Linked DNA regions of Mus musculus: all the other regions are linked to region 1. The links are chromatin contacts, called in public HiChIP or PLAC-seq, Micro-C and promoter capture Hi-C maps. All regions are on one chromosome and are shown on one strand. Each heading gives the region's core, a stretch centred on a gene start, on an enhancer-like site or on the middle of the called end of the contact. The rest is flanking DNA. Distances are from core to core; before and after follow the strand shown.

Region 1 (4,379 bases), core at 756-3,255:
CGTGGCTCTCTAGAGTTCAAGGCCAGCCTGGTCTACAAAGAGCCCTGTTCTGTCCCAATAAACAAACACACTTTAAAACAATGAAAGAACCGAGGAGCAACAGGAGCTATCCTAGTGAAGATGGGCTGCAGTGCAATGAGGCTGTGAGGTTTTTTTTAAACCTAATTCAAATGTATAATTCTGTGTTTAGACTCAGCTAGTTGGCAGGAGGATCCAAAGTTCATTTCTCCAAAGCTACAATGTGAGTTCAAGGCTAGCTTGGGCAAACCCCCTGCAACAAAAAATGGGTATACTGCCTCATTCCACAACAAAGTACAGGAAAATGCACAGGAATAGCTGCTCTTACCTTTTCTGACTCACTGATACAGTGAAGATCTGCGGAAAACCCGTGTGACACAGCCTGCTCACTTATTTCTTCTGCTATGGCCTTTGCCTGTCCTCGCTGTGTAGCATAAAGTAACAAAAACCTTCTCATCACCTCAGGTCATCAGCTGCAACTCTAACAGTGAGACTAAAAACCACAAAAGGAAGAAAGGGGTACACTGTTTAATGAAGCAGGTAGCCCGCAGGACACCCAAACATAATTTCAAACAGCCTTCTCTAAACTTGTTCCTTAGCACTGATTTTAAACGAATCGCAGTATGAGAGAATTAAGACAGGAGGTATACAAAAGTGACGTTTTTGAATTGTCCCTGATGGCGTGAAACCCACTCTTGATTTCTAGCTACTGTTGGGTCTTGCAAGTGTCTGTCATTCATTAGTGCCTAACTATAGGAGTGATCTGCCTTTCTGCCCATTTGTACTCTGAATTAGGATCATAAGCCTGAATGGTGAAGGGGCTAAGCCATGCTCAAACACAGTGTCGCTTACAAAGGCTATTGTTTCTGCCGTTTAAAAACAAAGCAAAAAAAAAACAAAAAACAAAAACAAAAAACAAAAACAAACTGTAACTCAGCAGTTAAGAGACCACTGACTGCTCTTCCCAAGGTTCTGAGTTCAAATCCCAGCAATCACATGGTAGCTCACAACCATCCCTAATGAGATCTGACGCCCTCTTCTGGTGCCTCTGAAGACAGCTACAGTGTACTTACATATAATAATAAATAAACCTTTAGGCTGGAGCGAGCAGGATCCTCCGGAGCAAGTAAAGGTTCTGAATTCAAAGTCCCAGAAACGACATGATGGTTCACAACCATCAGTACAGCCACAGTATACTCATATATATAAAATAAATAAGTAATCTTTAAAAAACCAAAACTGTAACTGTACAATGTTCACGTGAAACTGGGGAGTTCGTGTTTCCTGCTAGATCCTAATCAAAGCACTGGTCGTCATCAAAGATGGCATCATTGCATCTATCAGTAGTCAGCGTACATGGACTTTACACAGAGACGGTATTTCTAATTCATGCCTTACCCCGGAGATAACCAAGAGAAAAAGAAGATAAAGGGCTCTGGGATTCCACACTCCGCCATTCTATCCAGTGGCTAACGCTGAGTGGTAGCCGGCCTATATAAAATTATCTTTTCCTGAGTGAATCAACTCTAGTTAGTTTCTAAGCACTTGTGGCTTATCCGCTGGGGAGCTAGGACACAAACCCTTCAAAGGTTCATCGGGAAGCACTGCCACAGACTCGACAGGACCAATGGGTGACACGTGCGAGCTCACGAGGTTTTGGGAAAGGTGGCGGAGCCGACTCCTCCCAAGTGCTCCCCGTGAACCCCACCGCGGTCCGCCTCCCAAGTGCTCCCCGTGAACCCCACCGCGGTCCGGAAAACTCAGCGGCTCATCCCCACTGCGCAGGCGCGAGTCCCGGCTCCCCCACCGCTTCCGTCGCTCCCGCCGTCCCCCGCCGAATACCTCCAGGCGCGAATTCCCGCGCGGAACCCCGTTCTCCTCCGACAGGCACAGTCCGGGAGCACTGCGCACGCGCGCGGCACAGCACGCATGCTCCGCACGACCGCCAACAGACATGCGGGCGGACCTGGGCCAATCGCTGATCGCCGGATGTGGGTGGGTGGGTGGCCTTAGTGCCGCGCACGCGCCGGAATGTTCTCCAGGTAAGGGGCAGCGTCCGTGTACGGACGCTCCCAGGGCTCGGAAGCTCCGTGTCTGTCCTGTCCCGGGTGCGGCTTGGAGCCGCTCGGTAAGTGTCTCGGGATTAGGACCCCCGGGCTTCCCCACTCGTGCTCCGTGGGCTCCGGTCCGGTCGCGCGGCGCCTGCCTCCGCCGTTGCCCTGCTCCGCTTGCTTTTCTGTGATTGTGCGTGAGCCCCAGCCCAGCTTCTCAGCGCGAATTACCATGCTTTGCCCGGCTCATACCCGGAGTTTGAATCTTGTCGGCTGCTCCTCCTCTCTCGCAATTATCAACATTGACGTTCCCTTTCCCCATCACGTGAGTGTCGAGATTTGGAGGTAGAATCTGAATTCCAGCTCTTCCTCTTCGCGCCCAGCTTCACTGTACACAGAGGTGGTTTCCTTGGGCTGCAGGGTCCTTAGCGGGAAAAGCGTCAACCAGACGAACTGAATTACAGTAACCTAGCCCATAGGCAGGACTTAAAGTAAGGGCTGGGCAGCGATCGCAGTTAGGGTTAGGAGCCAGCATCTCGCCCAGACACAGTGAAGCCACAGGAAGTCAGCCCTATGATGCTTCAGTCTACCCGACAACACTAAGGTGTTCAAGGGCCACTGAAAAGAAATTTCAGAATGAGCCAGAGCGCAGCAAGGTCAATGAGTTCTGATTACTCAAAAAATAGCCTTTTTTGAAAACTGAAGAGACGCGTAAGCCTGAAAGCCTGAGTAGTAACTTATGTATAGGATTATGGGGTTTGGGGGGCTATTTAATCAGCAGCCAACTTTAAACATATTAAAGGAGACATGCCTTGGTGCACACCCTTCACTTTGTCCATAGAACATGGCCTTTGAAGAGGAATTACGTTGTGGTAAAACATTAATCTGAGATCCTTACATACACATAGGACTCAAGGAGTTTAGATATAAGGCATAGTTCATTTAAAAAAAAAAACCTAGTGACACTGCCTAGAAAGGGGTGTGCATGTCTTCTACCGGTGCCTTGTCTAGTTATGGTGCAACTGTTGGGTGTCAGCCAATTGGGTGTGGCAATCAGGACCAGGAGAGTGGGGACCCCCTTCCCAGGCTTTCTCTTGTTTCCTGGCTCGGTGGGAAAAGTAAACCTTGGTTTTTAAAATATTTTTGCAAGGTTCTTTTTTTTTTTTAATCTTTGTCATGGGATACTCATTCTTAGTTTCGTAGCGTTGGTGTTGTCTTTCTCAGCATTTGACCATGGTTTTTGTTTTTGTTTTTCTTATGCTAAGTCACATGTTGTGAATTCTATGGCATGGCGTTCATCACCCTGCGGAGGGCCTTTTGTCATAAGTCCATTCTTTGGATACCTGGAGCTGTGGTTGCTCTGAAAATTCACCCTGCCAGTCATGCCCCAAAGGCAGTCACAGATCGCCTGAGTGTGTGCTTCTGCTCCCTACAACCTGAGCTGTTCAGGGTCAGATTCCATCACGCATACTGTAAAAACTTCCACTCAGAAAAGGGAAATGACTTTCATCCCGTGGGCGAGCCATGGTCCTCCCAGGCGCAGGAATGGAACCAGCCAGGACAGAGTCTTCAAAACGAGGATGAAGAGATGCTTTTCAGGAGACTAAGCTACTTCACTTCCTTTGAGGAAGTGCTGAGTTTCATAAGTGCCCTGGACACCCTGCCTGTCCCTCTGGCAATGGCAGCTCTACTCAGGATCTGTGAGATAGGGAGGAGGGATGGTGAGCAAAGGCTGCCAGAAGGAGTGCTGGAGAACCGTGCCTTCCAGGCTCTTTGCCTCCGGTGTGAGCGAGACCCCTCACACCTGACCAATGCTGGTTTGGTGACAGCTTTGCAATCTCTGCTTACGTTGTTGCCTGCAGATCCTCAAAGTAGCCTGATGCTGAGCCTGGTGGCAGAATGCCAACGTCGTCTCCAAAGAGGCAACCTCGAAGTCCACCATCTTTGTGTCCTTGGGGAAAGTCTGGCCATGCTTCAAGGTGCGAGTTGTGAGACCCTGAAGCTGGTTGTCCGTCAACTTCAAAGTAAAAGTGTGGAAACATTTGCTCCAGAGGAGATCACGTCCGTTTATAGGATTCTGCAGGTGTGTCCTGAAGAAGTAGACAAACACCAGATGTTCTTAAACACATTAAACAACTTCTCCATTTCAGTAGTTCCCTACCTGAGCCCTAAATCCATTAGCCATGTCCTCACCGCCTTAGTGGCCCTGGACCAGACTCACGCACTCCCACTGCTTATAAAGCTGGGCAAGTACGTTGTGAGATACATCCCCCGTTTTACCAACGAAGAGCTCAGGAAGGTCTTGGAGGC
Region 2 (4,379 bases), core at 634-3,133, 1.1 Mb before region 1:
TCACACCAGCTCATGTCTCCATCCTGAAAGGGGTTCACACACTCACATCACCATCCTGGATGGAATAGGGAGAGTTGGTAGTTTCTATTATTTTTCACTCCACATGTAGGCTTGCTATGGCAATGCAACTCTCAGAGTCTCCTGTGATGGCATTGTTATGCCCTCCGATGGGGATGTTAATGTAAGGATCAGTAGACATTCTTGTTATGATGTTGAAAACCAGGATCTAACACTGAGATGTTGAAGGGAAAAAAAAAATCTTCTTCACAGCAGGGCCAGACTTACAGTCTCTCAGCTAGGAGAGACTGAAGAGGCTATGACATCCAGAAACACAGAGAATTTATTGGGGAACATAGATGTTTGGTTCAACAGTAGGTTAGTCATTCTGGACAGACAATATGTACACAAAACCTATAAATCAGAACTGTACATTTACAAAAGAGTTTGACCAACTGAAACAGGCAGCGTGTGTGCAGTGTTAACACGAGGGCACCTCTGGTGTCCTTTGTTAACACCTTGTGACAGGTTTTTCGATCTCAGGCTTACAACCTCTGAGGCAAAAGTTTTATCTCTTGTTTTACTTAGGGAGATTTTAGTTCATCCTCCACTGAGAAACAGCTCAATATCCTTTCAGAAAACATCTGTGTCATTTCAAGTGAGGAATTAAACACTTTCCACGAGAGATTCCTAATCCAAGTGAACCATCTGTAAATTCACAATTCATTTCCAGGTAAGTGGAGGAAACATCACACACCTCAATCTCCAGTACGCAAAACTCTGACCCTGGAACCTAGCAATTTCTGTCACCTCAAAGCAAGACAAGAGTTATTGCATGTGTGATAGTTAAAAGCTAGCTCCATTTCCAACTAAGCTGTTGTACAACACAGCAACAAAAACAAACAGCAAACAAAAAACCAAAAAAAGAAAAAAAAAAAAACCCACATAGCAGAAAATCCCCAGAGTTGAGATACTTGTGGTGTGTGCCTTTAAAAATTCCAACCCCTATCTTCCCTTTTGCAGCAGTTCTCAAACTGGCAAAGGAGATTGTGGCTCTAAATAAAGCAGTTTGGGTTGTTTTTTGTTTGGTTCTCTCTCCTCTCTTCTCTCCTCTCCCTCTCCCCCTCCCCCTCCCCCTCTCCCTCTCTCTCTCTCTCTTTCTCTGTGTGTTTTTGTGTTTTGTTTTTCGAGACAGGGTTTTTCTGTGTAGCCCTGGCCGTCCTGGAACTCACTTTGTAGATCAGGCTGGCCACGAACTCAGAAATCCGCCTGCCTCTGCTTCCCAAGTTCTGGGATTAAAGGCGTGCGCCAGCACCGCCCGGCTGGTTTTATCTCATAATTCCTAGTTTTGTTCGGAGTTTTTTTCAGTGGTCTTGAACTCCGTGACAGACAGCCATAAAGTACAGAAAGGACCAGATCTCCTCTTAACTAAACTTACTGACAGATCCAGTAATATCCACGTGAGAGTGACCCAGCTAATGCTTCCACCAGAAAGCTGGAAAGTGTACGCCCAGAATCACCATGCCCAGGCAAAGACCTTCACCCAGCCAACACTGCCCAGGCAATCCTTGAACTTACAAGCTTCTCCATTCCTTGATTTCTGTCAGTCTAACGCAGGGGTCAGTCCCACCAACCCCCGCAGCGCCCTCTCACCAGCCCTGTCCAGAAAGCTCCTCCAAATCAGCTCTTCCCAGCTCCCATTCCATCCGGTCCCTGTTCCTTCCGGAACTATGCACCCCGCACAGACCCTGGGATGACTGAACCCTGGACCAACCTCCATGTCAGAGATCCAACGGGAGAGCACAGCAGGACCAGAGTCTGGCCCAGCTTTGGATAAGAGCCGCACATGCTTACTAAAAGATGAACTGTTTACTAAAAGTGCAGACCTGTGACGTCACCGTGCTGCAGACTACATTTCCCACAAGTCTGTGCGATGGCGTTGCAGGAGTCCTAGGAGAGTGAGTTGTATTATTTAAAGGTCCTGGATTTCTACATTGATGTGTGTCTGCAATGTAGTGTCACCTACTTAGGAAACAAGGAGACCATGAACTGTGTCCAGTTCTAACGAGCCGAATGTTTATGTAAGGTGCCGCTTTTCCGGATTTTCACTGTAAAGTTCTTAATTCCTTAATTTCCGTGGAGTTTACAGCTATTTGAGGAACCACCTCACTGCCAGTTAAGTGGCAATAAGCTAGTTTGCAGAAACCAGACCATGCGTTAATCATTTCAAAAGAGTTTTACAATTTTCTGGAGGAGGGAAGTTGCCAGGAACTTATCTTTTAGTAATTTAAGAGCGGGTGCCCGGCACACAATAAAGTTTCCTCACAGAGGACAAAGAGCAAAAGCAGGGACTCAGGCTGCTTTTGACATTCAAGATTCACAGCCTGCGGTGTCTTTAATCCCAGCTCACTGCAAGCAAATTCAGGCACCTCTGAGTTCCAGGCTGCCTTGTTTACAGTGAGTCCCTGGCCTGCCAGGGCTACACAGTGAAACCCTGTCTCAAAACAAAACAAAGAACAACAAAACCAGAAATATCCAGATTCATCACAGAAGATATTTGTGAATCAAGCCTTTCCATGTTTTGTTTGTTAAGTTTACAAGTTGTTGCTCATCAATATGTTTATTTTAATCTTCATTCTACATATTATAAAATGTTACTTAAGCTTGCAAAAAAAAAATAGAAAAATAGACAAAAGGAACTTGCCAGATGTTATGGATATGCCTTCAATCACTTGGGAGGCAGAGACAGGAGAAACTCTAGTTCTAGGAGAGCCAGAGGCCTGTACTGGGACTGTCCCAAAAAAAAAGGAGGAGGAGAGAGGGAAATAGTATGTTATATTGGCAGTTTTCCTTGGAAATAACAGAATCCCTTCTGGGCCAAACCAAGCTGCTCTGAGCAGCCTACTACCCAGGGAACCTCCACTCTCCTGCCACCTCTCCTTCACCTCCATCAGACTCCTGAACCACAGGTAAGGTTCCCTTCCCCAACCCTTCTTCCCTGCTATCTGAGTCCTCTGGGGCAAGCCAAGCTGCTGGAGCAGCCCGCCATCCGAGAGGTCCTCCATTCTCCTGCCACATATCTGCCCACCTTCATCAAACCTGAGACTCCTGAAGCATACAGAACCACAGGTTCGCAACCATACAGCCCAAGGCAGCCCATCAGAGGCCTGCCACACCAGGACCATCCAGGTTCACCTTCCTCTCAATCCGGCTACAATGAGAACATCCATGGAGCAAAAGCATCTAGATGGCTAAAGGCCCTCGAAACAACACAATCAACACGAACCAGGCCAATGTGACACCTCCAAAGCACAGCTACCCCATGACAGACAGCAAGCCCTAGTTATCCTGATCCAACCAAACCACGAGAAAACTGTAGCAGCTTGAGTTCTCATGCTAATCAGGTTACTCAAAAACCTGTTTCCAGTGTCCTGCACATAGGCTAAAGGAACACTGCCCCCAGTTGGCTCTGGTTGGGAAATAGAGTTAACAGTGGCCAATGATGGAAGGGAGATAGAGGCAGGACTTTTAGGATCCCCAGGCAAGAAACAAGGGAGAGGGAGCTGGAGAAATGACTCAGAGGTTAAGAACACTGACTGCTCTTCTGGAGGTCCTGAGTTCAAATCCCAGCAATTACATGGTGGCTTACAACCATCTGTAATGAGGTCGGATGCCCTCTTCTGGTGTGTCTAAAGACAGTGACAGTGTACTCATAAGCAGTATACATGTAAAGTATACATAATAAATAAATAAATCTTTTTTATTAGATATGTTCTTTATTTACATTTCAAATGCTATCCCCTTTCCTAGTTTCCCCTCCAAAAATCCCCTATCCTCTTCCCCCTCCCCCTGCTCCCCAACCCACCCACTCTCGCTTCCTAGCGCAGGCATTCTCCTATACTGGGGCACAGAACAAGACCAAGGGCCTCTCCTCCCATTGATGACCGACTAGGCCATCCTCTGCTACATATGCAGCTAGAGCCATGAGTCCTGCCATGTTTTTTCATTGGTTGGTGGTTTAGTCTCAGAGAGCTCTGCTGATACTGGTTAGTTCATATTTTTGTTCCTCCTATGGGGCTGCAAACCCCTTCAGTTCTTTGGGTACTTTCTCTAGCTCCTTCATTGGGAACCCTATGCTCCGTCTAATGGATGAATGTGAACATCAACTTCTGTATTAGTTGGGCACTGGCAGAACCTCTCAAGAGACAGCTATATCAGGCTCCTGTCAGCAAGCTCTTGTTGGCATCTGCAATACTGTCTGGGTTTGGTAGTTGTTTATGCCCCAAGTGGGGCAGTTTCTGGATGTTCATTCCTTCAGTCTCTGCTCCAAACTTTGTGTCTGTAACTCCTTCCATGGGTATTTTGTTCTCCCTTCTAAGGAG
Region 3 (4,379 bases), core at 1,104-3,603, 1.1 Mb after region 1:
ATGTGAACTGTCTAGAGGTCTCATGAGAAGCACCACAAAGTGGTGCAAAGCTGCAGCACGGCAGCCTTGGCTTTGACCCAGGCCAAGCCATGGATTCTCTGGCCTTGACACCTTCTCTGTAGAGAGCATCAAGGGGATGCCATGACCACACTCACACAGTTGGCACATGACAACTCGGTCCCCACAGAGCTCACTCCTCTACAACCCTTCACACTGTCAGAAGGGCTCGGCTAAAATGCTGACATGTAATTTCTATACACAGGGCGGCTTCTCATGTATGCTGGGCAGTCGGGTTGGGCTGTGTCCTTCCTCTGAGATGAGGCCTATGAACAAATCCTTGAAGATGAGAAGAGTCAGGAACCATGAGCATGCACCATGGGGGCAGTGAGGAGATGGATCACAGTCTCGGTGAGGATGGGCACAGCCTACTTCTCTCCTTCACTCAGCTGTGGATGGACCTCACTTTCTCAATCCAAGTCTCCTGTTGAGGGAGTGTCTGGCTTGGACAAATGGCGAGAACTTGAGTGATGTGGTCTGTGATAGGGTTACCTCTTCTTATGAGTTACTCTTATTGCTGCCTCTCAAACTCTCATGTGTCCCACGTGTGAGAGGACACTGATGCCATGGGGAGCCTTCAGGGCTGATTCAATGCATGGGATTGGCTGTAAACGAAGGAATGGAATTACAGGATAGTTACCATTTAATTACCGTGCTTGTTAATCATGTTCTGTTCACAGCATGTCACTGCATGAGAACTTACCAGATGCAGTGAGATGAGCCTTTCAAGTTCACATGCTAGACTTTGGTCTCAAAAGTGCTGTCTTTCCAACCCTTGTGTCAACGTGGCATGCATTTCGTTAAGAGATTGCATCCAATGAAAACCCAAGTTCAGGCCGGTGGATGGACCCATCAGAATTATATGACTATAAGGTTTTTTTTTTTTCTCTTGCAACCCAGGGTCGTTTCCACTGGTTTATAGACTTGTTTCTCCCAAAAGCAATGAGGTCCAGTTTTAATAGATAGCACGAGCATGGAAACAGAAAGATCTGGAGCTAAAGCTTGCATCACAAAATGATGAATGTTTATGAATGTGACTCTTACGGAGTATCACCTGTGTAGCCGGGGTGGTGGTGGGTGTAGTGATAGGGCTCACTCAAGGCTTTCTAAGATGCCAGTGACCCTTCATCTGCTACAAAGTTACCTGGTGGACCACGTAAGGTCCAGCCTGGCGTCTGCAGTCTGTGGTGGGTATTCAGGATGCTCTGCTGCAGAAAGGGTTTTGCACCATGAGGAAGCTCACTTATCTGTGTGTTTTGTTCTCGTGACTTTGTGACCTCTGGCTTGATTTAACTTCTAGCTGGCAAGGGGAGATGGTGGAGTATAAGTGTCTCTGCCCATTGTTCAGTTACCTCCTTTTTGCCTGAAGGGAGATAGAGTTCTTAGCTCTGTGGAGATGAGACTCGAGGAACACTCTAGGTCTGGAGTGAGATTTCTCTTCACACTGGGCTCCATAACAGGCATTACCTTAAGGCATGAGGAGGGCATGGTGCATCTACACTGGCCTGCCCTGGCACAGACCATGGGGAAGGTGGCTTCTGGTGGATAGAGTCATAGCAATATTTGTGTTATAAGGGATCCCTTACTGCCTTTAAAATAATAAAAAAAAATCACCCATTTCATGTGCATTCATGTGGAGTCTGGTGCCTGGTGTTTGGTGTCTGTCCTTGGTTGATGTTCACCTTATTGTTTTCCAACAGGGTCTCTCAGTAAACACAAAGGTCAATGATTAATCAGCTACACTGGCTGGCCAATGAGCTGTGGGGATCTGTGTCCCCCTCCCCCACTCCCTCCTAGGCTGTCATTATAGGCACACACCACCACACATGGCTTTTCTCGTAGGCTCTGAGGATCTGCATGAGGTCTTCCAGCTTGCATGTCAGGCAGGAGAGTGAACCATCTCCCTAGCTGAAAAATGGCATTTCTTAAAGCAAATATCTGATTTGTTCCATAAATGTATACAAAATAATACAAATGCCATGCAACACAAGCTAAGCTCCAGGCACCAGGAAGAGTAAAATGGGGTGTAATGCCTTCCCACCTGGTGGATGGCAGTCACGGGGCCAGTGGGGTGATACCCAGTCTTCTGGCTCTACTTCTGTTAAAGCCCACCCTGGGATAAGGAAAGAAAAGTTCTTCACTCGGCCAGCAGATAAAATGCAGAGACCCAACTCTGCACCTGTGTCTTCTTTTCTCCTGAAACTGTTTGTTGGAATAAGAGATTACCTAGAGACTGGCTCCCTAGTATCTGAGGGACAGTTTGTGTCCTGACTTCTCAAAGTCCACATGTGAAGACACACACCATAACACCTGACAGCCGGCCATAGGTACAAAGGCCAGTCAGCGTTCAGGATGGAGAGTTGCACATGCTCACTGGCCATCCAGTTTCAGTGGCCGGTGACTGCTTTGGGGGAACTTGAACAGGCAAATCCCTTTTAATATCTTGTCCTCTGAGCCCAGCAGTTGCTTTGTGTATCTGGGGAGAGTAAGAAAGTGGTCAGGAGGCTGCAAACATAGCTGAGTTGGAAGAGTGTTTGCCTAGCATCCATGAAACTATGTCCAAAGCCCAGTTCTGAATGCACTGGGAAAAGTGATGCAAGTCTACAGTCCTAGCACTTGGGAGTGGAGGCAGGAAGAGTAGGAGAGCGAGACTAATCTCACCTACATAATGAGACTGAGGCCAGCTAAGAATGCAGGAGACCCTGTCTCAAAAGAAACAGTGATAAGAAGCAAACTGACTGGGTATATTTGGTTGGCCTCCAGACACAGTGGGAAAAGCCACTCTCTGTCCTTTGAGATGAGTTTTTTTCCTGGGTCCTTAAGCATCCTTAAACAAGGAGAAGCCCACACTGCCCAAGTAATTGCATGGAGTTAGCCAAGAAGCTGACTCTCCCTTCATAGCTAGAAAAAACAAAGTGGCAACATTTGAGCATGGCCAGCCATGCCATGCTTTCTGGTAGGTTCTAGTCAGCTTCCTGGAATCATTTTAGTCCCCAGGTACTTGTAAGAGTATGGGCTCCTATGATATGTTTCCTGCCTGTAAAATGCTGCTCATGACACATGTGTGTTGCTGCCTGAAATTTAACACTTTAAATGCAGATGAAATACTTCCAGTGGGGCTGGAGAGTTGGCTCTCTAGTTAATATCACTAGATGCTTTTCCAGGGGCTCTGGATTCAATTCTCAGAACCTACATGGTGGCTCATAACCATTTGTGAGCCCAGTTCAAAGGGGGATTCAATGCCCTCTAATGGTTTTCGAGGGCACCAGGCATGCATGTGGTTCACAGACATTCATGCAGGCAAAACATCTACATTTTTTAAAAAAGAAAGGAATATAGATATATAGACAGACAGAGAGGCTGGAATGAAGGAAGGAGGGAAGGGAGGAAGGAAGGAAGGAAATAAGGAAGGAAGGCAGGCAGGCAGGAAGGAAGGAAGGAAGGAAGGAAGGAAGGAAGGAAGGAAGGAAGGAAGGAAGGAAGGAAAGAAGAGACAGACAGACAGACTTCCAGTGGAAGCCTAGCCCACCATGATTGATTCTCGAGACTGGGTGTCAGGTATGCATGGTTTTATTTAAAATGTGTCCAATAAGATTTTCCACTTGGAATGAACATTTTACCTCTGTCTGCATGTTGTCATAAACATTATCTCCTCATTTCATGGAGCTTCTTAGAAAGTTCTAGGTGATTTAACAGAAGAGTAAAATGAAAGTGTGGGGAGATTAAATAACGGGAGGTCACACCACAGTTAGGGTGCTCTTGCCTCAAGTCAGGGACACACAAGTGACTAGTGGGTGAAGTAACAGACCGGGTCATGCAAGTCCCCTTGTGTCACCTGGTGTCCTTTGGCAGTTCTGGTGTCTCCTGTCACTAGCACGGAAGACAAAGTGAGTCCGACGACATCGGCAAAGGGGAAATTGTCTTCTTCTGGTGGCTGAGAGGAGACAGACACAGAAGCACTGTTGCTGGAGCGTTCCCTAATGTCTGAAGAGACTGTCCCTCTGGCCATCTGCTGATCTGAGCACCCAGGGAGGGGCACCTCATGTCCTGAACCCCCCCTGGTGGCCGCAGCATCCCCTGCCTCTCATCAAATGGCACAGGTTTATCTTCGAACAGCAGCACAGAACAAGATAAGCATGGGAGCACATTTTAATCAAGTGGGCAGTTGTACTTTTAAGTCAACACTAAAACCTGGCAATGTTAGATTTGTGTTCTTATGAGCCAAAGGTCATAGCATGAATGAGGTCTAAATGTCATCACAGAAGACCACAGGCCACAGAAAGAAAGATACATCTTCAAGTTATGTCGACCTGCCAGATAGA
Region 4 (4,379 bases), core at 502-3,001, 1.1 Mb before region 1:
TCTGCCTCCCTTTGGGAGCCTTAGTGTGAGGATTCAGTTCAGAGTGGTAGACATTTTGTTATGAAGTTGAAAACCAGAAGCTAACATTGAGATGTTGAAGGAAAAAAAAAATTTTCACAGCAGGGCCAGACTTCCAGTCTCTCAGATAGGAGAGAACAGAGAAGCCACAATATCTGAAAGCCCAGAGAATTTATTGTAAATACAGATGTTTGGTTCAACAGGTTTGTCAGTCAGGACAGACAGCTCATTCACAAAATCCACAAATCTGAACTGTACATTTACGAAAGAGTTTGACCAAGGGTCAGGAACTGAAACAGGCAGTGTGTGTGCAATCTTACAGTGAGGGCACCTCTGGTGTCCTTTGTTAACACCTTGTGACAGATTTTACAATCCCATGCTTTACAACCTCTAAGGTTCCTAACCCTGGAGGCAATTTTTTAAAATCTGTCTTTCTTAGGAAGATTTTAATTAATCCTCCATTGAGAAACAGCTCAAGCCGGGCGTGGTGGCGCACGGCTTTAATCCCAGCACTCGGGAGGCAGAGGCAGGCGGATTTCTGAGTTCGAGGCCAGCCTGGTCTACAAAGTGAGCTCCAGGACAGCCAGGGCTATACAGAGAAACCCTGTCTCGAAAAAACCAAAAAAAAAAAAAAAAAAAAAAAGAGAAACAGCTCAATATCCTTTTAGCAAACATGGGTGTCAAGCTACTTTCAAGTGAGGAACTGAACAGCCTCCATGAGGGATTCCTATTCCAAGTGAATCTTCTTTAAATCCACAATTCATTTCAAAGAAAGTGGGATAAATATCACGTACACCAATGCTCCCTTCAGGACTCTGACCCTGGAACCTAGCAAGTTCTGTCACCTCAAAGCAAGACAAGAATAACTGCATGTGCGATGAATTAAAGACTAGCTCCATTTCCAACTGAGCGTTGTACAACACAGCAACAAAAACAAACAGCAAACAATAGTAACCGGACATGCATTCTGCTTTTTTTAATCTCTCTTAGCTGTGCTTGCTCAGAAAACAAACAAAAAATATAATGCCTTATGAAGCAGACCATCCCAAGTTGAGACAACTGTGTTTTGTGACTTAAAGAATTCCAACCCCTGTCTACCCTTTTGCAGCAGTTCTCAAACTGGCAAAGGAGATTGTGGCTCTAAATAAAGCAGTTTTGTTTCGTTGGTTTGTTTTTTACCTTTTAATTCCTAGTTTTATTTGGTGATCTTTCTCAGTGGTCCTGAACTCCGTAACAGACAGCCATAAAGTACAGAAAGGACCAGATCTCCTCTTATCTAAACATACTGAGCGATCCAGTAACATCCACGTGAGAGTGACCCAGCTAATACTTCCACCAGAAAGCTGGAAAGTGAACGCCCAGAATCACCATGACCAGGCAAAGACCTTCACCCAGCCAACATTGCCTAGGCAATCCTTGAACTTACAAGCTTCTCCATTCCTTGAATTCTGTCGGTCTAAACAGAGGTCAGTCCCACTAACCCCCGCAGCGCCCTCTCACCAGCCCTGTCCAGAAAGCTCCTCCAAATCAGCTCCTCCCAGCTTCCATTCCACCCGGTCCCTGTTCCCTCCGGACCTATGCACCCCGCACAGACCCTGGGGTGACTGAACCCTGGACCAACCTCCATGTCAGAGATCCAACGGGAGAGCACAGCAGGACCAGAGTCTGGCCCAGCTTTGGATAAGAGCCGCACATGCTTACCAAAAGCTGAACTCTTGTTTACCAAAGTACCGATCTGTGACGTCACCGTGCTACAGACTACATTTCCCACAAGTCTGTGCGATGGCGTTGCAGGAGTCTTAGGAGAGTGAGTTGTACTACAAAATGGTCCTGGATTTCTGCATTGATGTCTGTCACCTAGTTAGTGTCGCCTAGTTAAGAAGCATGGAGGCCACGAACTGAGCCCAGTTCTAACGAGCCGAGTGCATTCCTCAGTTTCTGTGGTCCAGCTTAAAGGGGCAGAGGATTTTCTTGGCAAAGTTCTTAATTTCTTCATTTCCGGTGAAATTTACAGCTATTTGAGGAAACTGCCTCAAGGCTTTGGCTTAATACCCAGTACTGCACATACTTAAGTGAGCCGCGTTCTCCTGTATTGACACCCTGTGTGAATATTTGTCAGTGTACTGAGTTACCAAGATGGTAAGAGATAGAGACACTCCAGGATGTGATAAGCTTTAGCAAAAGCCGCCGGGGAATCAGCTTCTGATGGACTGACAGCCAATGTGTCGGGTTTACCAGGATTGTTTTATAACTGAGGTTATGCTAAGCTTTTGATATTCCCAAAGAAGACAATGCCATGGATTTTAGGTAACAATCACGGATTATTTACAGGAGATCACCACAAGGCTTAAGCGCCATCACTCTGGATGCCCTGTGCAATGGCTCTTCTAGAAATCAACTACAAGCCGTACACAGATCACAAGCCACTGCAGGAAATCGTTTTCATGTGAATATTGGAATCCATTCGTGTCGGAGGTTAGTCAAGAGAAACAGACTAAATCATCGAACAATTTTATTTATTTATTTAGATTTTTCGAGACAGGGTTTCTCTGTTTAGACCTGGCTGTCCTGGAACTCACTTTGTAGACCAGGCTGGCCTCAAACTCAGAAATCTGCCTGCCTCTGCCTCCGGAGTATCGAACAATTTTAAAGTCCTCCTCTCTGTTGTTTATCAGTAAAGATCGCCCAGATCCATCGCAGATCCTTTGTCCATATTTTCAACCTTTAGCTTATGTAAGTGTTGTGGGTTGTCCTGATGTTGTTTGAATTTTCATGTTAATTCTGCATCCTCAAGAGGGGTGGCCCCCGGGAGAGTGGTGGATCAAGTACTCAGGTGCTCTCCTGTGAATCTTCTCCCCATTTACTGGTCAATAAAAGCAAAAGCCTGTGATTGGGCCGTGGAGAGGAAAGGTGAGAGAGGAGATCTTGGAGAGCGAGAGATGGGGAGGGAGAGATGACAGGAGAGGAGGAAGCAGCAGCTAAGATGGAGCTGAACCACGTGACCAGGAGAAACTGCAGATAACCAACGGTCTCCTAGCTGGGGATAAGTTAGTATAGTTCTGCCAATCTAGGTTTATTGCTTATAAATATAATAACTGGATTGTATGTGTTTTTGTACGGGACTATTGGAGTTGAAGATTACTGTTACATGTAAGAAAGTTAGTTTTAGTGAGTCTCAGAAATATTTCTCTTAGTTACTGTACCTCACTTTGGAACTTGGCCTTTACATGAACCTGATGAACAGAAGTCTGTAAGATTCTCTGAATAATCTGAAGCACAAAGTGGAACTCAGTGATTTTGCTTCATATGGATCTGATTTGCGTTTGCTTACTCCTCAGCCATCTACTTATCTTTCACATTTACATGTATTCTTGTGTTCAAAACCATGTTTTACGGCATGTATGGCCAGCAAGCTTCCATAATAGTTCATTTCCTGTCCCTGGCCATCTTGTTTGCAATCTTAATTTCTCTAAGTATTTTATACATTGTTTAATTAATACCCATAAATACACTGTTCAACAGCCTCACTCTTGTTTCTGACTTTCCATAATATTAGTCATCATAGAACTAGGGAAAAAAATACAATGACACATAAAAGAACAGAGATTAAAAAAGCAACGACAGAGAAATGACATTTGAGATATATCTTAGCCGGGCAGTGGTGGCACATGCCTTTAATCCCAGCACTTGGGAGGCAGAGGCAGGTAGATTTCTGAGTTCGAGGCCAGTCTGGTCTAGAGTGAGCTCCAGGACAGGTAGGGCTATACAGAGAAACCCTGTCTCAAAAAAAAAAAAAAAAATATATATATATATATATATATATATATATATATATATATATATATATATATATATATATATATATAATCTTAGCTGACCTCAAATTCTACTACAAAGCTATAATGAGGACTGCTTGAAATTAATAAAACATTAAGATTTTTAAAAAGTACAGACAATGCATTGTAAAACAAGACCCAAGGATAAATGCTAATGCAATGGACATGCTATTTTTGACAAAAAGTATAAAAACCAGGACTGGACCTGATAGGTTTTTTTTCAACAAATATTGTTGTCAAAACTGGATATGCCCTGTTGCAGGATTTTCTCTGTCCAATCACATTAGGGCACTGACAGGCCTGTGATTGGACAGGAAAAGGGAGGCGGAGCTAGGAGTTTGGGGAACAGGGAGAGATAAAAGAGGTAAGGGGAAGGGAGAAGGGGAGAAGGCAACAAGGAAGCAGGTGAACAGGAAGATGATCCTGATCCCACGTGGTTTTAAACAGCAACAAGTAGCTAAGATTGTCACAAGGTTAGAATAATTGGGTTAAAGCTTTATCAATTGGCTCTGAAATTATTGTATT
Region 5 (4,379 bases), core at 720-3,219, 1.1 Mb after region 1:
TCACACCCTCAGATTTGACCAGTCGTGGATTGAGGATAACTGAGAGGAAAAACAGTCCTATCTGGCAGGGGATGGGCTCAGTTGGCACAGGGTTCCTTCAGCATGCTCAGCCCTGCGTGAACTGTGCATGCCTGTAGTTCTAATACTTACCAGGATCAGCAATTCAAGGTCATGCTTGGCTACACAGCAAGTAATACGGAATAACAAGTGTTGCTAGAGCACCCACAATCAGATGGAGTTCAGGATAATAACTGCTGACAGGACAGTCACTCCCAAAGGGATTTTAAGTCACTTAGAGATAACCTTTCAGAGACTGTGGTGGGCTTAGTGATGTGCAGTGCCATTTATGGTAAAGACCTGAGCCCTTTTGAGGGTTCTTTGCCTTGTCCCTCATGGAACCCCAACTTGTACTTGGCCTGACCCCTTAAGCTGAGCTGGCCCATCAGACCAGCAGTCTTGGTTGCACTGTCCTCTTACAACTCCCAAACTCCAGTGTTCGTTCTCCGTGGCGACATCTTCACCAAGTGTGTCCCGTTTGCTTTTCTTCTGTTTGTACCCTTACACATCTGTTGTGAGTGCAGCTCAGCCTAGGGTACCATCCGTTCTGTCTTTGTCTCCTGTACTCTCCTCGCCCTGGTGTGAGGCACACCTGCACTTTCAGCAGAGAAGGAGCAGGGACTTCACAGTTCTTTCTTTTAATTCTTTTTTTTTAAAGATGTATTTATATATTTTATGTATATGAGTACACTAGCTGTACAGATGGTTGTGAGCCACCATGTGGTTGCTGGGATTTGAACTAGGACCTTTGACAGAACAGTCAGTGCTCTTACTCGCTGAGCCATCTCGCCAGCCCCTTTCTTTTAATTCTTCTGTGAAGGTTTATTTTACTTTATATCTTTGGTTGGGTATGAGGCATAGTACACATGTAGAAGACAGAAGGCAACCTGCAGAGATTGGCTTCCTCTGCCTGCCCACATGGGTTCTGGATCTAACCTCATGCTCCAGTCTTCAGGCTTGGGCAGGAAGCACTTGGACTAGCTGAGCTGTCCCACTGACCCTTACCCTGTATTGAGGTGATAGAGTATAGGACTTGGTAATTCTCATGTTATTTTGTGCTGTAGCTAGTTGAGACTGTTTAACCTTGAGTGTTGAGAACTGACCAGTTAACTCTCAACTTCATGCTTCTTCCCCAGAGAGTGTGCTAAATACTACACACTTATACACACTTGCATATACACCACCCTCCCTCCCTCCCTCCCTCCCTCCCTCCCTCCCTCCCTCCCTCCCTCCCTCCCTCCTTCCTTCCTCTGTCATTTGGGCTCCCCTGTGATTTTCTACCACCTATATCCCTGAGACCAAGAGCTCACTGACCCTTCTTGGAAACAGCACACACATCTGCTCAGTGGTTATGGTCACCAAGTGAAAGCCTTGTCACGAGTGTCTTTCTCTTTTTTTTTCCAGCAAAGGGAAGTGTTGTGCTGAAGTATGAGCCAGATTCTGCGTAAGTATGCGTGCCTCCGTGTTGGATAAGTAGCTGTGCGTGGCAGCTCATGGTGTGACCGCAACACTTACTTGAAGGCTAGAACAGGAGCCACAGCCTGCAGGGGTTTTAGGGCCTTGCTCTTCTTTGGGAAGTTCTCAGCAGCAGAGGCACTAAGGGTAGCAGGCAGGGTCACAACTCTGACCGCATACATGCAGGATAGGGCAGTGGGCACAGCACTTTTTCCAGAGGTTGTGTGTTGGTATCACAAGATGGTGGAGTGAATAGCATGCTTAATGCTTACACGGGACTTCTTTTTTGGCAGGAATCCAGACACCCTCCAGTGCCCCATCGTGCTGTGTGGGTGGCGGGGAAAGGCCTCTATTCGAACTTTTGTGCCCAAAAATGAGCGGCTTCATTATCTCAGGATGATGGGTCTGGAGGTACTGGGAGAAAAGAAGAAAGAGGGAGTCATTCTTACCAATGAGAATGCTGCCAGCCCAGAGCAGCCTGGAGATGAGGATGCCAAGCAGACAGCACAAGACCCCTGCGTCCCAGACTCCGTCCCTGGCTGTGATGCAGCTGCAGCTGAGCCATCCCGGTGAAGGAGTCTTCACACAATGAATTGGTACCATCCGTTGTTGGAGATCAAACCTAGAATGTCCTTAGCCAGGGACCTGGAAATGAGTGGTGGCCACAGTCTGTTAGGAGTCGCTTTTGCAGAGTGGATACATGTTTCTGCTGTTAAAGGCTAACAGCCTTTGCAGAAGTTCAGATCCCTTGTTGGCCAGTATTGACCTAGTCTTCTAAAACGACAGTAAAAGTCTACAAGTCTTTGGGAAGCAGCTCTATCTATCTATGCTTTAATACTTTCTGGACTGCACACCAGTGTGCTGTGCAGTCATGCTGACACTGAGGTCTCAGGTGACTTCTGTGCCTTTGTGATAAAGGGTGAGATAAGCCATCTCAGAGGGAAGGCTGGTGAATCATGACAGCAGTTTTGGGGACCGTTTGTGCTTATCCTGGAGTTGTTTTAAGTGGGGTGGAGATTGCTTGGGTCATGAAATAAAGAGCTATTATGATCATGTATCTTGGCATGAGACTTGGATTTGCTTTTAGTTGGCTAATGGGAGAGAAAAGCCAGCCCTCTGGTGTCTCATACAGGACTTGAAGCTGGACTGTCAGCCGTGTTTCCCTCGCCCAGATTCTCCCGGCAGAGTCCTTGCAGGAGCTCTTCCTTCCCTCTGTCTGTAATGCATTTTGTCCGCACAGTTGAGCATCAGTTACACCAATGCTCTTCCGGCCTCCCTATATGTGCTCTGAGCTAAACAGGCTACCTCTGGGAACTCAGCTGTGCCTTGCTCATAAACGATCAGTCCAGCTGGATTTGATGACTGTTTATATGCCCTGGGGAGGGTCATAGGAGCCTCACCTAAATGTCCAGCTGTGCCATTCCTCAAGTTGTATGTAACTCTTCCTTGGGGAGGGACCGGAGGATACAGGCCAAAGAAGACCAGGGTGGGATTCCATCTCTGTGGCTATGGGAAAGCTGTCATCTGCTGGTTAAAGACTTTGGCACTGCCTTTGCAGGGTAGGGAAACCCAAGCCTCTGTAAGTAGCGCTCACCTGCTCTACAAGTAAGCCCAGAAACTCATTGGTTCCCAGAATGAATTCTGGTAGAGCTGTGGAGTGTGGATGAAACACTGTTGGGCTCTTAGGAGGAGGGGCAGACTTTGCTTAGTTCCCTGCCCGGGGGAGGCATTTTAGCAGCAGTGGGTCTTTCCTGGCATAGGTCTTACACTTGGACCTGACCTTGAGGTGAGTAGATCAATAAGCCGTAGCCATTGCAAGTACCTCACTGTCAAGAAGACGGGTGTCAGCCTCAGCCAGTGCTACCCAGGCTGCCTCCATCTTGTGACTCCTCCTCTTACAGGGTGCGGGTTAGTTACTTTGTAAAATATTTTTGGGCTTTTAAGTCTAACTAGAGCAGATAGGCAGTGCAGCTAGGGCTTGTGTTACCATTGGTTGTCACCTCGTGGTGACAGCTTTGCTTGTTGGCAGGCAGGTGTCTGCCATTGTCTTCGTCCTTATTTGTGTCTTACAGGGAGGTCTCCTAAGACTTGGTTCTTTTTCCTCATCAGACTTCAACAGCATCAGCATTGTTTTTTGAGACATGATTTTGTTAAGTTTTGACCCTGAGAACCTCCTGCTTCAGCCTCCTAGGTACTGGGCTTCTCAGCATGAGTTGCCATGCCAGCTTTGGATGCCGTCCTGTAGAGACCCCCTTAGCAGATGAAACTTACTCTGATTCTTGGTCAAATCCTACTGGGAGGACAGGCCGGGTGGCAATCCTGGGTGCCATTCATGCTGTGTGCTTTTCCCTTGGGTTCCAGAATATTTTAAATGGTTCCAATGAATGCTTATAGTGAAGTGTGTTTTCTTTTCAATTTCAGTACGGTTTGTCTGATTCCCATAAGGTGCTGCTCTGTGGAAGTAAAGACATTTGCCTATAGGACTTCTTGGCCTTGCATAAAGGGTTGTGTGTGCTTGTATTTCCTAAGTGGTCACTGAAGTGGCTTTGTAGAGCGGGTGTAAAGTAGCCATTTCATCTTTATGGGTAGAGTAAAAGACTTGAAACACTTCTGGGGCTGGAGCGATGGCTCAGGAGTTGAGAGTACTTGCTTGCTCTGCAGAGGACCTGAGTTCAGTTTCCAGCACCCATGTCAGTGGCTCACATCTCCAGGAAATGTAAGCGCCCTCTTCTGGTGTCTGCATGTACTTGGACATACATACACCTGTGTGCAAATTACAAGAAAAAGGCTAGGGTAGCTGGGCATGATGGCGCACGCCTTTAATCCCAACACTGGGGAGGCAGAGGCAGGCGGATTTCTGAGTTCGA
Region 6 (4,379 bases), core at 899-3,398, 1.0 Mb after region 1:
GTTGCATGGGTCTCTGTACCTGCCTGTGTGGACATGATAGGATCCTATCTCCATATCTATTCCCATTTCTGCCACCTACCTGCCAAACAAGCTCACTTGGCCTTGGCCAGTGACACCAAGGTAACTGTCAACTCTGGTAAATGATTCTGCCGGGTGTGACTCCGTCACTGAGCACAGACCTAGTGTAGGAGAAAATGTGGCCTTGCCGCGTTCAAAGAGCCTCTTGAAATCCAGAGCGTGCGGTGAGGGGGCAAGCTCAAGACTTGGGGCTATCTCATCTCATCCATCCCTGGTGCCCTGGGTCTTCAAAACCACCAACAGAGTACATGCAAGGAACGCTACGGTAAAAGCCTGTGTTTCCTCCTTGGGAGGTCCCCTCAAGGATCTGAGCAGCCAACCAAGCGGAGGACTGTCCGGTGCAGCTGATGGCTTTCTGTCAGTTACCCGTGGTGTGTGCTGAGCTCCCCTGAATGGCAGGCATGAGGCTTCCTCACCAATGTTCTCTTGACTTTGGTTTTCAGGGCACCCCGGAGGTCCCCCTGCTTTGTGCAGGTATCATGGAACAGTCTCTCAGGCTTCATTTCATTCTCTTTTCACTTACATGTTTTAATATCCTTCGGGTGGGACCTGCTGGTTGTTCTTCTGTTGTCTCTGGTGTTCCTGGCATTCCTCTGCACTCAAGAGATTAGAAATGATGAACTGTAGAAGAGATTGCCTGCCTGGCCTTTCCTGGGTGCCTGTGGCATCTCTGGTTGTCTGGGAGACATTATTAGCCTTTGCATTTCTGCTCAGCTTGCCCTCAGGGCTGTGGAGGCCTCTGGGGATGTGCTGCTGCAGACAAGGAGTTGTTAGTCCTGATGCTGCATCCCCTTCACGTCTGTGCCAGACAAACCGCACTGGGATGTCAGCCCCAGCTTCCTCTGCTAGCTGGGAGGCATTCCTGTTCAGACAGGTTTTGCGGCTGCTTCCTTAACCGTGTCTGAGACGGTCTCCTCATTTTCTCTTTCTTGATCTTCGGGTTTTAATATGTTGGGTTAGGACATAAATCTGGCATCGAGGAATGAGAGGAGCTGGGCATGATGGCACACGCCTTTGATACCAGTCACTTGGAAAGTGGGAGCAGGGGATGGGGGTGGGGTGGGGTGGGGGTGGGGTCACTGTGAGCTTGGGAGTAGCCTGGTCTACAGAACAAGTTCTAAGCCAGCCATGAATACACGGTGAGAATTTTGAATGAAAAAGAAGGGAAAGGGGCAAGCATCTGGATGGCATCTCTGCTGCAAGAGGGACGGGCTGCTATATATGGAGTGCCTCTGGGCTTCCATGGGACCATTCTGCCTGGGCACCACCCTCCCCTGGGATCTCTGGACTTTTTGAGCAACAGTGAATATGAAGTGTGCCCCATAGACTCGTGTGTCTGTAAACTTGGTTCTCAGTGTCTGGCACCATTTGGGGGAGCTTATAGGACTTTTAGGAGAAAGTGGCTGTCAAGGCGGGTAGACCTTCAGAGTATTTCTAGCCCATTCCTGATTTCACCTCGGCTTCCTGATCCCTGAGGTGAGGCGTCCCAGCCGAGACATTCTGTCATGCTTCCTGGTACCCTCTCAACCGCAAGCCAAAACTTCCTCCTCAAGTTACTCTCTGATCGGTAACTGGTTGTAGCAACAAGAGAGGTGTGCTCGTTGAACCTGTCACTTCCTTGGGCTTTGAGCACTTTGTGCATCCTTCTGTCTGTGCCCTGCATCAGTCTCCCACATCTGGAATCAGGTACTTAGCACGCAGATGTGAATGGGAGGCAGGAGGCAGGGGCAGTGCCCAGGCACGCTCTCCTTTGGAGAGCCGCACTGGACTCCGCTCACAACCTCAACAACCCTCTCCCATCCCTCAGCTCTTGTCCCCTACCACGCCTAAGTTGTGTTGCTGTCTCCGTCAAACTGAAACCTTCGAACACAGAGGAAGGCATGCGACCGAGAAACCACCCCGCAATGTTTACATGGTTCAGGAATCTCTTGAAAAAGTGATAGGGTTGACAGGGCACCTCTCGCACTAGAAAGGCCATAGTCACTGCAGGGGAGGAGAGACTTTCTGACCCGGCAAGCTGCCAGTGGGCAAGTCAAGCAGGGTACTCCAGCAATGTGGCTTTTGTGAGTCACTCCCCAGGCTGGGGTGGGCTGTGGGGGCCCAGCTGCCTCTGAGTCACCCATGCTCCCGTAAGCCACACCAAGCAACCCACCTGCTCACTACTCTAGAATGGAGTGGGATCCTTTCTTTGTGCAGTCTTCAGTGCCCTGCCTTGGGGGAATAGATCATCGCTCATACCTCTTCAGGAAAAGTCACACAGCAGCCTATCACACGACTGGAGCATCCTATCACACGATTGGAACTTTTGGGTTGGCTTTTCTACTTCCTGACTCTTAGGAATTGGCATTAATTTGAAATTTGGTGTGGTTTATTTTACTGGGGTTTTTTTGGGGGGGCACATCTTATTTTTGTTATTAATCAACCTCACATGCTTTCTTTATCAAAGTTTTAGGTTCACCCACAAACCTTTCCTAGTTTACCCATCAATGGCACCCCCACTTTAAAATCTGCCCCTATCCAGTCCTCCAGGTCAGTGGAACTCTGATACACAGTGTTCTAGTTCCTCGTGGGACCCACAACTTCTGAACATCCCTTCCTCTGGGCATGACACTGCAGTGAGGGCTGTATGGATGTGGTGAAGGCAGGTGCCTCCAGGACTTTACGGCCAGTGGAAGCACCACACCTAGACCATAGGGAACATAACCCACAGCTCTGAGCTTCTCAGATGAACCAAGGGCCATGGATTTGGGCTATAAGTGAAGAGGAAGGGGTACCAGTCATTCACGGTTACACCCTATTCTTCAAACTCCTCCACACACTCAGATGCTGTTGGCACATGACTGCTTTTCCAGGCAGTATACTTAATGTATTTTTTAAGGTTTTTCTAAACAACAACAACAACAACAACAACAACAACAACAACAAATCTCATCCAATATTTTATATAGCTTTTAAAGATGGAGATTTGATAAAAGAAGCCATTCCATCACAGTGCTGGACCAGAAGTACCAGAGTGGCCTGTACGTCCTCCTCCTTGTCCTGCCTGTAAACACTGACAGCCTTCACCCCTTAATCATCTTCCAAAAAGCCAGATCTAACTGTGGTTCACGATGTAAACTTTCAGTCAGTAGGAAATGCTGCCCGGTGAGGCTGTGAATTTGCAGAGCTGAGAAAGGAAGGCAAGTGGGCAGTGTGCAAAGCAACTGTGTAGCAACTCCATGCTTACCCCTGGGTATTTTGTATCCAGTTTCCCTCCATGCTTACCCCTGGGTATTTTGTATCCAGTTTCCCTCCATGCTTACCCCTGGGTATTTTGTATCCAGTTTCCCTCCATGCTTACCCCTGGGTATTTTGTATCCAGTTTCCCCTGGTTTTCTCAGATTCCGCAGGATGTGGTCTGAGTGGATATTTATCACCATGCCCACTAACCACAGGGCAAAGCCTGAAGAATAAACAAGATGATTATAGTTAATAACTGACAAGACTTAAGAAAGCCATGCTCAGCTGAACAGCACACCTCGATCCTTTGTACTGATGTCAGCCTGAGTGTGAGCAGTGGCTCACAGCAACACCACATGTACCAGTGCGAGCAGTGGCAGTAGGCTGCTTCCTTGAGCATGCTATGGACAGCCATTCTACCCAAAACACTCTGACCTAATTCGTGGTCTCAACCTGTGTTTTTACCATGACAGGAACAGAAAACAGGACTTATGACCTGGTCAGGGGAACTAGCCTGCACGTATGACCTGGACAGGGGCACTAGCCTGCACGTATGACCTGGACGAGGGAAATAGCCTGCACGTATGACTTGGAAAGGGGAAATAGTCTGCACGTATGACCTGGACAGGGGAAATAGCCTGCACGTATGATCTGGATGGGGGAAATAGCCTGCACGAATGACCTGAACAGGGAACTAGCCTGCAAGTAGGTTTATCTCCCCTTTTCCTCTGGAAAACTGCATGAGGAAATGCTCAAGGCTTCCCCTCCATATAAGGAGAGGCACATGCTTACTGGCTACACACCTTACCCCTGGGGAGTAGGCATGGAGGTTAGGATCGTTGACTCTGCTCCTCGTCTTTCCTTTTCCTTCTGGATCTGTAGTGCACGTCCCTGGCTTTCACCCCATTAACCTGCTCCCAGCCCCCGAGTCAGCTCTCCTCAGTCACTTGGCCACTCATCCCCTTAGCTTCCATCCCCAGGGGTTACAAACTACACGGCTCTCGCTGGCCCCCACCCAGCACCTCTGAGGTCTCTTTCCCTGGGATGTTTCTTAGAGCCATCAAGAGTGTTCCTTTTTTAGG

The links. Promoter capture Hi-C pulls out the DNA fragments that hold promoters and counts their contacts. Hi-C and Micro-C count contacts between places; a contact is called where the count stands out from the background. HiChIP or PLAC-seq counts read pairs in DNA pulled down with a chosen protein or histone mark.
Region 2: a promoter capture Hi-C map of the HPC-7 cell line shows a contact between it and region 1. The contact joins the promoter of Zfp874a here to the promoter of Fastkd3 in region 1. A contact is called at or near these places in 1 of 39 promoter capture datasets (the HPC-7 cell line), 1 of 484 Hi-C or Micro-C datasets (CD4 T cells), 1 of 115 datasets of contacts at active chromatin or transcription factors (embryonic stem cells) and 1 of 9 other capture datasets (adipose tissue).
Region 3: a contact with region 1 is called in a promoter capture Hi-C map of liver, with 2.8 times the contacts expected there. The contact joins the enhancer-like site here to the promoter of Fastkd3 in region 1. A contact is called at or near these places in 2 of 39 promoter capture datasets (both in liver), 3 of 115 datasets of contacts at active chromatin or transcription factors (astrocytes, embryonic stem cells and large pre-B cells) and 2 of 9 other capture datasets (adipose tissue and liver).
Region 4: an H3K27ac HiChIP or PLAC-seq map of embryonic stem cells shows a contact between it and region 1, with 4 times the contacts expected there. The contact joins the promoter of Zfp874b here to the promoter of Fastkd3 in region 1. A contact is called at or near these places in 3 of 39 promoter capture datasets (cranial neural crest, hippocampal neurons and stem cell-derived epiblast-like cells), 1 of 484 Hi-C or Micro-C datasets (nephron progenitors), 2 of 115 datasets of contacts at active chromatin or transcription factors (embryonic stem cells and thymic regulatory T cells) and 2 of 9 other capture datasets (adipose tissue and liver).
Region 5: a Micro-C map of the G1E-ER4 cell line shows a contact between it and region 1, with 3 times the contacts expected there. The contact joins the enhancer-like site here to the promoter of Fastkd3 in region 1. A contact is called at or near these places in 8 of 39 promoter capture datasets (the 3T3-L1 cell line, 3T3-L1-derived adipocytes, cranial neural crest and 5 more), 9 of 484 Hi-C or Micro-C datasets (B cells, the G1E-ER4 cell line, Th1 cells and 2 more), 13 of 115 datasets of contacts at active chromatin or transcription factors (the NIH/3T3 cell line, bone marrow-derived dendritic cells, bone marrow-derived macrophages and 6 more) and 3 of 9 other capture datasets (adipose tissue, embryonic stem cells and liver).
Region 6: a contact with region 1 is called in a FOXA1 HiChIP or PLAC-seq map of pancreatic cancer cells. The contact joins the enhancer-like site here to the promoter of Fastkd3 in region 1. A contact is called at or near these places in 5 of 39 promoter capture datasets (the 3T3-L1 cell line, cranial neural crest, liver and 2 more), 7 of 484 Hi-C or Micro-C datasets (CD4 T cells, bone marrow-derived macrophages, centrocytes and 4 more), 6 of 115 datasets of contacts at active chromatin or transcription factors (embryonic stem cells, forebrain, large pre-B cells and 1 more) and 3 of 9 other capture datasets (adipose tissue, embryonic stem cells and liver).

Annotation. Positions count from the first base shown.
Region 1 is chr13:68,580,205-68,584,583 of GRCm38.p6, forward strand. Fastkd3 (FAST kinase domains 3) reads left to right here and starts at 2,006. Exons shown (of 7, transcript NM_027123.5): 1 at 2,006-2,146; 2 at 3,335-4,379. The coding sequence starts at 3,358. Mtrr (5-methyltetrahydrofolate-homocysteine methyltransferase reductase) reads right to left here and starts at 1,965. Exons shown (of 15, transcript NM_172480.3): 1 at 1,861-1,965; 2 at 347-511. The coding sequence starts at 475.
Region 2 is chr13:67,449,741-67,454,119 of GRCm38.p6, forward strand. Zfp874a (zinc finger protein 874a) reads right to left here and starts at 1,884. Exons shown (of 4, transcript NM_177712.4): 1 at 1,772-1,884. The coding sequence starts at 1,777.
Region 3 is chr13:69,699,223-69,703,601 of GRCm38.p6, forward strand. It overlaps Ube2ql1 (ubiquitin-conjugating enzyme E2Q family-like 1), which reads right to left. Exons shown (of 2, transcript NM_001145162.1): 2 at 3,610-4,379. Among named protein-coding and RNA genes, the nearest start is that of Gm35618, 3.6 kb to the left of the region's middle. Within about 2 kb of position 2,354, at least 7 of the 459 cell types and tissues checked have an H3K27ac peak or open chromatin away from gene starts, as enhancers often do. A contact at or near this core is called in liver, where this site is marked.
Region 4 is chr13:67,482,502-67,486,880 of GRCm38.p6, forward strand. Zfp874b (zinc finger protein 874b) reads right to left here and starts at 1,752. Exons shown (of 4, transcript NM_001076791.2): 1 at 1,640-1,752. The coding sequence starts at 1,645.
Region 5 is chr13:69,631,767-69,636,145 of GRCm38.p6, forward strand. It overlaps Nsun2 (NOL1/NOP2/Sun domain family member 2), which reads left to right. Exons shown (of 19, transcript NM_145354.5): 18 at 1,462-1,501; 19 at 1,806-4,014. The coding sequence ends at 2,085. Among named protein-coding and RNA genes, the nearest start is that of Nsun2, 22 kb to the left of the region's middle. Within about 2 kb of position 1,970, at least 8 of the 459 cell types and tissues checked have an H3K27ac peak or open chromatin away from gene starts, as enhancers often do. A contact at or near this core is called in the G1E-ER4 cell line, where this site is marked.
Region 6 is chr13:69,591,498-69,595,876 of GRCm38.p6, forward strand. It overlaps Srd5a1 (steroid 5 alpha-reductase 1), which reads right to left. Exons shown (of 5, transcript NM_175283.3): 3 at 3,419-3,520. Among named protein-coding and RNA genes, the nearest start is that of Srd5a1, 18 kb to the right of the region's middle. Within about 2 kb of position 2,149, at least 28 of the 459 cell types and tissues checked have an H3K27ac peak or open chromatin away from gene starts, as enhancers often do. A contact at or near this core is called in muscle stem cells, olfactory sensory neurons and pancreatic cancer cells, where this site is marked.